Linked DNA regions of Sus scrofa: all the other regions are linked to region 3. The links are chromatin contacts, called in public HiChIP or PLAC-seq maps. All regions are on one chromosome and are shown on one strand. The core of a region is the stretch at or near the end of the contact, and the rest is flanking DNA. Distances in the headings are between cores, read along the strand shown.

What was found. HiChIP or PLAC-seq counts read pairs in DNA pulled down with a chosen protein or histone mark.
Region 1: an H3K27ac HiChIP or PLAC-seq map of alveolar macrophages shows a contact between it and region 3. The contact joins two enhancer-like sites. A contact is called at or near these places in 1 of 5 promoter capture datasets (fetal skeletal muscle), 3 of 47 Hi-C or Micro-C datasets (alveolar macrophages, liver and skeletal muscle) and 1 of 2 datasets of contacts at active chromatin or transcription factors (alveolar macrophages).
Region 2: a contact with region 3 is called in an H3K27ac HiChIP or PLAC-seq map of alveolar macrophages. The contact joins two enhancer-like sites. A contact is called at or near these places in 12 of 47 Hi-C or Micro-C datasets (embryonic fibroblasts, fetal liver, heart right ventricle and 7 more) and 1 of 2 datasets of contacts at active chromatin or transcription factors (alveolar macrophages).

Annotation. Positions count from the first base shown.
Region 1 is chr7:46,524,474-46,527,309 of Sscrofa11.1, reverse strand. No RefSeq gene overlaps it. Among named protein-coding and RNA genes, the nearest start is that of TMEM14A, 16 kb to the right of the region's middle. Within about 2 kb of position 1,314, at least 7 of the 83 cell types and tissues checked have an H3K27ac peak or open chromatin away from gene starts, as enhancers often do. A contact at or near this core is called in alveolar macrophages, where this site is marked.
Region 2 is chr7:46,485,914-46,488,870 of Sscrofa11.1, reverse strand. It overlaps LOC110261540 (a long non-coding RNA gene), which reads left to right. Exons shown (of 3, transcript XR_002345759.1): 2 at 1,370-1,770. Among named protein-coding and RNA genes, the nearest start is that of TMEM14A, 22 kb to the left of the region's middle. Within about 2 kb of position 1,565, at least 4 of the 83 cell types and tissues checked have an H3K27ac peak or open chromatin away from gene starts, as enhancers often do. A contact at or near this core is called in alveolar macrophages, where this site is marked.
Region 3 is chr7:46,219,754-46,222,672 of Sscrofa11.1, reverse strand. No RefSeq gene overlaps it. Among named protein-coding and RNA genes, the nearest start is that of PAQR8, 7.3 kb to the left of the region's middle. Within about 2 kb of position 1,437, at least 5 of the 83 cell types and tissues checked have an H3K27ac peak or open chromatin away from gene starts, as enhancers often do. A contact at or near this core is called in alveolar macrophages, where this site is marked.

The sequences.
Region 1 (2,836 bases), core at 65-2,564, 300 kb before region 3:
AACCGTAAGTTTTTCAAAGTCTGTGAGTCAATATCTGTTCTGCAAAGAAGTTCATTGTGTCCTTTTTTCAGATCCCACAAAGTGATAGCATTTGATGTTGGCGTCTCGTTGTCTGACTGACTTCACTTAGCATGATAATTTCTAGGTCCATCCATGTTGCTAAAAAAATTAAGTTTTATTTTTATGGCCACACCTGCAGCATATGGGAGTTCTCAGGCTAGGGGTCAAATCAGAGCTGCAGCTGCCAGCCTACACCACAGACACAACGACTTGGGATCCGAGCCATGTCTTCGACTTGTGCCACAGCTTATGCCAACACCAGATCCTTAACCCACCGAGCAAGGCCAGGAATCAAACCTGCATCCTCACAGACACTATGTCAGGTTCTTAACCCACTGAGCCACAATGGAGCTCCTCATCTGCCTTTTGAATTTGGAACTGTGCATTGAAGACTCCGGGTTCTTCTGTGCCTTCCTGGAATGCGGAGAACCCTGAGGCCATCGACTGCCCCTCTGCCTGGACACCTAGACACTTCTCCTCTATGCTTTTTTTTTTTTTTTTTTTTTTTTTTTTTTTTTTTTGCTATTTCTTGGGCCGCTCCCGCGGCATATGGAGGTTCCCAGGCTAGGGGTCGAATCGGAGCTGTAGCCGCCAGCCTCCGCCAGAGCCACAGCAACTCGGGATCCGAGCTGTGTCTGCGACCTACACCACAGCTCACGGCAACGCCGAATCGTTAACCCACTGAGCAAGGGCAGGGACCGAACCCGCAACCTCATGGTTCCTAGTTGGATTCGTTAACCACTGTGCCACGACGGGAACTCCTCCTCTATGCTTTTGAGTCATCCTGAGTTTGCAAGATGCAGGCAAAAGTTTCCCAGGTTCTCAGGTACCCAAGGCCACGCTGAGATCCTGGCATTTCTCAGCTTGCTCTTCCAGCATTTGACTGGGCTGATGTGAGCTAAGAGCCAGATTTCCTCTTGTGTAGACTTTAGGAACTTCTCCTCCTTCCCCTCCAACTCTCTCCCTCACCCTCACTTCCATAGGGTGACTGGACTCTTTCCCAGTTCTTCTAAATCATTTACTTGTGGCACATGTTGATTAAAGATGGCAGGTTCTTTGGCCTTTCTCCTCATGGGTGGGGTCGGGTATAATTCCCCTCCCTTAGGTCTGGGCTGGCCTGGCCTCAGTGACTCACCTGAAACCTATAGAATATGATGACAATACTACTTAATTAATCACCAGAAAAGGCTCTAAATGGCAGAGACCACCTTCAAGATATTCACTGGGCAAAAATGTAAGAACTTACTTCCTCCATGCCCAGGGTGGATCACAAGATCCCACACTGACTTGGAGTCTTTACAGAAAACATCATCAAAGCTGACTCATCCTGGAGTTTCCGTGGCTCAGCGGAAACGAATATGACTAGAATCCATGAAGACACAATTTCCATCTCTGGCCTCACTCAGTGGGTTAAGGATCTGACTTTGCTGTGAGTTGTGGTGTAGGTCACAGGCACAGCTCAGGTCCCATGGTGCTGTGGCTGTGATGCAGGCCTGCCGCTGTAGCTCTGATTCGACCCCTAGCCTGGGAACCTACGTATGCCGCAGGTGTGGCACCTGCCCCCACCCCCAAAAAAGGTTGACTCAACATCATGTTCACAAAACACAATCAGCTGGGACAGCATAATCATGAATAAAAAGAAGTAATCACCTTGGGACATAATTATCCCTACAAAGGGAAGCCTTCGTCCTAAATCATAAAATAGCTGCCAGTTGTTGGATGCTTACTCTCTGCCTGTCACTTGATAAGCCTTTTGATACTATTGTCCCACTGAATGTTCACTTTAGTATTATGGGATTAGTGTGATCATTCCTAGTTCCCAGATGGAGAAGAGACCTTCAAGGTTAAGTAACTTCTTAGCAAATAGAGAGCAAGGCCGAGATATAAACCAGTTCTGCCTACTGATTCTTAACACACTTGCCTGGAAGCATGTGGCCCTGCCTCTCAGTCCTCTGTCCTCAGCTGACCTAGTATGTCACCTCAATCCACCCCACCCATCCCTCTCTCCATCTCTGTAGAGGGTCCCCATCCTCCCCCTGACCTCCCTGGAAAAGAAACACCAGGAACTGTGCCTCTTTTCTCTCCATCCTAGGAGCTCCCAGAGGAATTTCAATGTTCCTCCAGAGCCCCATTCCTCCCCCTCTTCACAAGTGATGGGACCCTAAGAAGTAGGCTCCAGGAGCTCCCGTTGTGGCTCAGTGGGTTACATACCCGGCTAGTAATCACGAGGATGGGGCTTCGATCTCTGGCCTTGCTCAGTAGGTTAAGGATCTGGCATTGATGTGAGCTGCAGTGTAGGTCACTGATGTGGCTTGGATCCCACATGGCTGTGGCTATGGCTGTGGCCAGCAGCTGCAGCTCTGATTTGACTCTTAGCCTGGAAACTCCCATATGCCACAGGTGCGGCCCTAAAAAGCAAAAAAAGGCAAAAAAAAAAAAAAAAAAAGAAGTAGGCTCCAGATCCTTGTCCTGTATCCTTGGATTTGAGGTCAAGCAGTTTCTCCAGTTGCTGTAGCTCTAAGATATAAAATGTCAGAGCTGCCAATGGTTTCATTTGCCACTGTGTGAAGGGAGGAGAGATGAGAGATGGAGACTGGTAGAGCTCTAGCCACTGGTCCCTGCTTTTATGATCCAATGAGGTGACCTCAGACTGACACACAGTGGGCCGTTAGACTGTCACCTTCAGGATCTGCCCCTGGTCTTGCTCACTCTTGCACTTGTGGTGCCCAGCATGGTGCCTGAATGACTGTTTGAAGATGACATAGTCTGATGATTT
Region 2 (2,957 bases), core at 316-2,815, 270 kb before region 3:
CTTTCAGACTCCAGTCCTCATGAATGAAATGTCTCCAATGTCTGAAGATCGCCTGTTCCTTAGGGTCATCTGAAACAAAAAATGACCTATCAGAGTTCTTTATTTGGTCAAGGGAAAGTACATGTTAAACATTTAGTTCAACAACACGCAATGAATATTTTCCAGGTACTGAGAATTGTGCTAAACCAAAAGTCTCTATCTTCAGAAAATCATCTGTAACTGAAAAAGACACACCGCAAGTAAAAAGCAATACTTCATGAAACAAAACCAAACCAAGCAAAAACTTCCTTTCCTTGAAAGTCGATGCCTTTAAGCACACACCCTGCCAAGTTAATTTTCTGCTGAATATTATTTCTCCTGCTGCCTGTAATGAGGGGCCTGAGAAGAGGAACAGGAAGTTTGCACTCATGTGGGAGGTTTGCTGGAAAATTGTGTGCTAAGGAAATCATTTCAGTGGTCAACATTGCTAACAAAAGTGCATTGAGCTTCCCCCCCCCCAAAAAAAAAAATTGAACAAGTTTTGTACTTAGTGGTACCCAGCGATTTTAATCTAAAAAATTGTGTGTACATTTATGAATTTCTTCCTCATTTTGATGACACTGTTGTCACACTCTGGAAATGAGATGTGTTTCTGTTTTTCTTTGTTCTTTGCTCTGCATTGGTTGTTCCCAGTCTGGAAAAGAGATGTAATCTTCAGAAAGGAAATAGATTAAGGGGGCTCCATTTCAAGAGAGTCCATCAGAAGCTCCACTTGTATCTTCTTTACTCTGAAGCCTTTTCTGTGCGTCTCATGTCTGCTTCCTACATCTCCACCTTTCGCCTCCCACTCTGGATCCCCAGGATCACATTAGGGCTTGTTTTCCGCTGGCCGCTCAACTAATACTACTCTCTAAAGAATTCAAACTGGCATCTGGTATTCATGGACTATCTAATGGGAAAAGATTTGGAACCAGGAGGCCAGAGTTTAAGGCCTTGTTTTATTCCTTACCATGTATACGACACCAAGCAAACACAACAGTCTCTTTGAGCCGCTGTTTCCTTGTTTATAAAATGAGTGATACCAACATTAATTGTTGTAAAAATTTAGTCAACCACAGGCTTATTTGTATATGTGGTACAAATGTCCTGGGCTATTTTGTAACACCCTGAACTGGCTTGATTTTTTCCTTTGGAAATATTTCACCTTTAATATGAAAAATCTATAAATGACTTAAATGAACCAACTGAATTTTTTCATTATCCTGCAAACGACCCCTGCCCCCCCAGCTCACACCTTAGTGCAGTCCAGCCCCTTTGGAATAGGTAACCCTAAATGCACCAGGAAGAAAGATTTCAAAATGTGTTGCCTTATTCTTTTTTCTTTTCCCAGGTAATTTATTACAGAGATCCAGCTGGGCTTTGGAGTGAAATCTGGTGGCTCTGCAGAGGGTGACAAAGGCAGAAATGGAGCTGTCTTTAAACAAAACAGAAGGAAGGGCAGAGAGACCTCTATATGCCTGCCCTCCCTGCCACACACTGGGAGCATCGCTCAGGGTCTGGGAGTCAACTCAGCAGCCTCTGCTGACGTGTCCCCACCACCAGCTCATGGGGAAGCTGGCCTCCCACACAGCAGCTTAGTCCCAGATCAGCGGTTCCCAGTGAGCGGTAAAAAAACAAAAAACAGCAAGAAATGGCTTTCCAAGTCCTCTTTCATGGAGACGAACAGAAATGGCAAAGACTATTTTCATCATTACTGCTGTAAAACGTTCTGATGTTCTAGGGAGATAAAAGGTAAGGATCGTCCAGCCCTCCCACCTCTATCTACCCTGATCCACCCATAGCCACCCCACCTGTAAAACTGTTCCACCTGGTCTTTATAAATTCCCCAAAGGTCCAGATTTCAAACTAACTATCTCTGAAATATGGAGGAAGGTTGTTCTTCTCTCTTGTCCTCTGCTAAGAAGTTCAGGGAAGGTGCTAATATTTACTGAGCTCCTGGCCGATGTCAAGGCATTTTCTCAGTATTTAATGTTCATGATGGCACTTTAAGGTACGTATTCTTATGCCTATTGATGGGGAGACTGTGCATCAGAAAGATTAAGAAATTTATTCAAGATCACATTGCAAATAATTGATGGGAGTTCTCTTGTGGCTCAGCCGGTTAAGGACCCAGTGTTGTCACCACAGCAGCAGCTTGGGACACTGCTGTGGCATGGGTTCAGTCCCTGGCCAGGGAAACTCCAAATGCCATGGGCGTGGCCAAAAAACAATTGGTAAAAACAGCGTCTTAACCCCATCCACCTCGTTCCTTCCATTAATTGATCTTCCAAAACATGATTGGAGAGAAAGTATGGCATAAATTACCACTGTAGTTCTTCAGTTGGTTAAACAGAAAAAATATTGAGCTTATTTTCAAATCAATCAATCAATCAATCTTGGTTGTTTCCTCCCAAAGGCAATATTGACTTGTTTAAAAGAAAACCTTAAAAATGAAGCTCTGTTGATATTTGAAAATGACCATATTTTTTCTATATGTGTCATTGAAACCCTTGAGAAGGCTAGAAAATTCTACCACTTCACAAACCCTCGGACCTGACAAGGGGGGGAAAGCCTTTTTTACAAAGTCAAGACACAGTCATTCTTGGCTCATGAGCGTGTGGGGATCAGTTGAAACATGTCTGAAAGCAATTTATTGCCAGTATAGAAGTTAGCAAATCATTACTCAGATATGATGAAGTACTCATAAAAGTATACTTTCTGGTGTTTTATATGCCTAAAATTTACATTAACAAAAAGATTTATTATGTTTCTTTTACATTTTCCAATTTTTATTGAAGTATAGTTCATTTGCAGTGAAACGACAGATCTTCAGCACACAGTTCTGAGTTTTAGCAGTCATGTACATCTGTGTAACCCACACCCCATCATGCTACAGAATACTTCCACACACCCCCACATACCCCTCAGGCCCTATCTCT
Region 3 (2,919 bases), core at 188-2,687:
GCAGCTGGGGTGGCCATGGGGACCTGGGCCTGCTAGGCCTTGAGGACAGGACTCAGACAAGGAAAGGGGAGAATAGGACCCAGGATGGTGTGGGCTCTGTGGGCCCACGAGCAGAGGGGTCACTAGAATGAGGAAGCAAGTGGAGTGGGTGCCTTGGCGTGGGTGAGATAAGTTTAGGTTTGACACTGCAGAAGGAAGATGGGGAGTTCCTGCTGTGGCTCAATGGAAATGAACATGACTAGTATCCATGAGGATGCAGGTTTGATCCCTGGCCCCGCTCAGTGGGTTAAGGATCTGGCACTGCTGCGAGCTGTGGTGTAGGTCGCAGATGTGGCTCAGATCCTGCATTGCTGTGGCTGTGGTGTAGGCTGGCAGCTGCAACTCCAATTCGACCCCTAGCCTGGGAACTTCCATGTGCCACACATGTGGCCCTAAAAAAAAAAAAAAAAAAAAAAAAAAGGCAGAAGGAAGATGGAAGTGGTTTTTCATTCCTGGAGTTTTAGTTTGTTCAATCCTGTGTCACCTGGGCTCAGGGGATTCATGCTGCTGACCAATGCCTCCTCTTGTGGCTCATGTGACCCTCCCCTCCTCTGTGCTCCTGGCTGTCCCCTCACCTTGTCACCTGTGGCATCTGCCCCCAGGGTTCCACCAACTGCCACCTTTTTCTACATCTGGAACCTGCCAGCATCTGTATCAGATGATTTGCAAGTACACACCCACAGCCTCACTCTTCCTGAGTTTGGATTCAAATATCCAGCACCTCTGGATTTGTCCAGTTGAACATGCCTCGGGCCCTTCAAACTCAACGTCTCCAGACTCCTCCTTCAGCCCACAAGTGACCCTTCCCTACGTCAAATCAGTCACAGGGGCCTGCTGATTTCACCTCAGTGTTTCTGGGAGCCCTTCCCATTTCTGCTGCCCTCCCTCGATTGAGGCCTTCAGAACGAACTTGTGTTGAAGAGGAAAACAGCAGTCCCACAACTGGCCTTTCTTTCTCAAGGGATGGTTCTTCCACCTCGCATCCCCAAACCCTCAGTCTGTTCTCCAAGCCACTTCAGGGTGATGGTTTAAAAGAGGAGATGGAGGAGTCCTGGTGCAGTGGAAATGAATCCAACTAGGAACCATGAGGTTGTGGGTTCGATCCCTGGCCTCGTTCAATGGGTTAAGGACCCGGCGTTGCCATGTGCTATGGAGTAGGTCGCAGACGCAGCTCAGATCCCGCGTTGCTGTGGCTGTGGTGTAGGCCGGCGACTACAGCTCTGATTAGACCCCTAGCCTGGGAACCTCCATATGCTGCGGGTGCGGTCCTAAAAAGCAAAATAAATGAATAAACAAATGAAAGGGGAGATGGATCACTCCTTCCTCAGGAGCTCACTGCTGCCTACAACACAAACTCTCAACCCAAAGGGCCCTTGTTCTGTAGGTCTCTGGCCTCCTTCCTCTTTCCTCTTCCTGCCTTCTCTCTCAGAGCCCACGCCCAGGCCACTGGGCTGGTCTGGATCATCACAGTGGGACTTGTTCACAAGTGCAACCCTCCCTATCTCCCATGGATGCTCCTGCACACGGTGACAGCACCAGGAACCCGCTCATCAACGTTGGCCCCAGAGCCAGCTCTGACTGGCAGGCTTTCCCAACCCCTGGCTGGATGAGGGCGCCCCAGTTCCCACCTACCCTGGCCTTGCCTCCCCATCATACTCCTCTCTCAGGGGGCCTGGTCCTTAGTGATTCGCTCAGCTCCTTTAAGGGCAGGGACCATGCGGTGTGCAAGTTCCCAGGTCTACAATGGTAGTTGGCATATAAAATCATATGCCAAATACAATGATTTCCTGAACAAATAGTTTGTGAGGCCCAGGCCTATGGTATCAATTTCCTTCTGTTCTGCAAGGTTGAGGAAAAAAGAAATAATGGTTTGCAAGTCAGGAAGTCTGGCTGTTCCTATCTGCTCTACTCAACCAGCTGTGTGGCCTTGCCCAAGACATTTTCCTCAAAATAAGGGTGAGTGGGAGATAATTTTCTGTCTCTCTACCTCTCAGAAAAAAAAAAAGAGAGAGAGAGAGAGAGAGTTGATAATGATAAAATGGCCAGTAGCTGAATGGTACTTTGAAAAAGCAAACTATGCACACTAAAGTACTAGCAATCTCTGAACTTAAGAATGAAGTCCCGTTGCGGCTCAGAGGAAGTGATTCTGACTAGCATCCATGAGGATGCATGTTCGATCCCTGGCCTCGATCAGTGGGTTGAGGGGGTTGAGGATCCGTCGTTGTTGTGAGCTGTGGGGTAGGTGGCAGACATGGCTTGAATTCTGCATTGCTGTGGCTGTGGTGGAGGCTGGCAGCTGTAACTCCAATTCGACCCCTAGCCTGGGAACCTCCATATGTCATGATTGCAGCCCTAAAAAGACCAAAAAAAAAAAAAAAAACATACAGAAGGATCACAATTCAGGAATATAATTTTTTTTCTACCTTATAACTGATTGTAATGCAATCTTTGAAAACCGAAAAGAAATTTAATATTTTTGGTTACATTTTTGGAAATCTTCATAACATCTACCCCAATGGCTTTATAAAGAGTTTTAATTAGATTTAGATTATAATGAGATTGGAATTAAAATGTCTTTTTTTTTTTTTTGCTTTTTAGGCCACACTAGCAGCATATGGAGGTTCCCAGTCTAGGGGTCAAATTGAAGCTATAGCTGCCGGCCTACACCACACCCACAGCAACGCCAAATCCGAGTCTGCGACCTATACCACAGCTCTCAGCAATGCCACATCCTTAACCCACTGAGCAAAGCCAGGGATCGAACCCGCAACCTCATGGTTCCTAGTCGGATTCTTTTCTGCTGCACCACAACGGGAACTCTAAAATGTCTATTTCCTGAATATGATATCGGCACCACGAATTCTCTTAACATTTATAAGA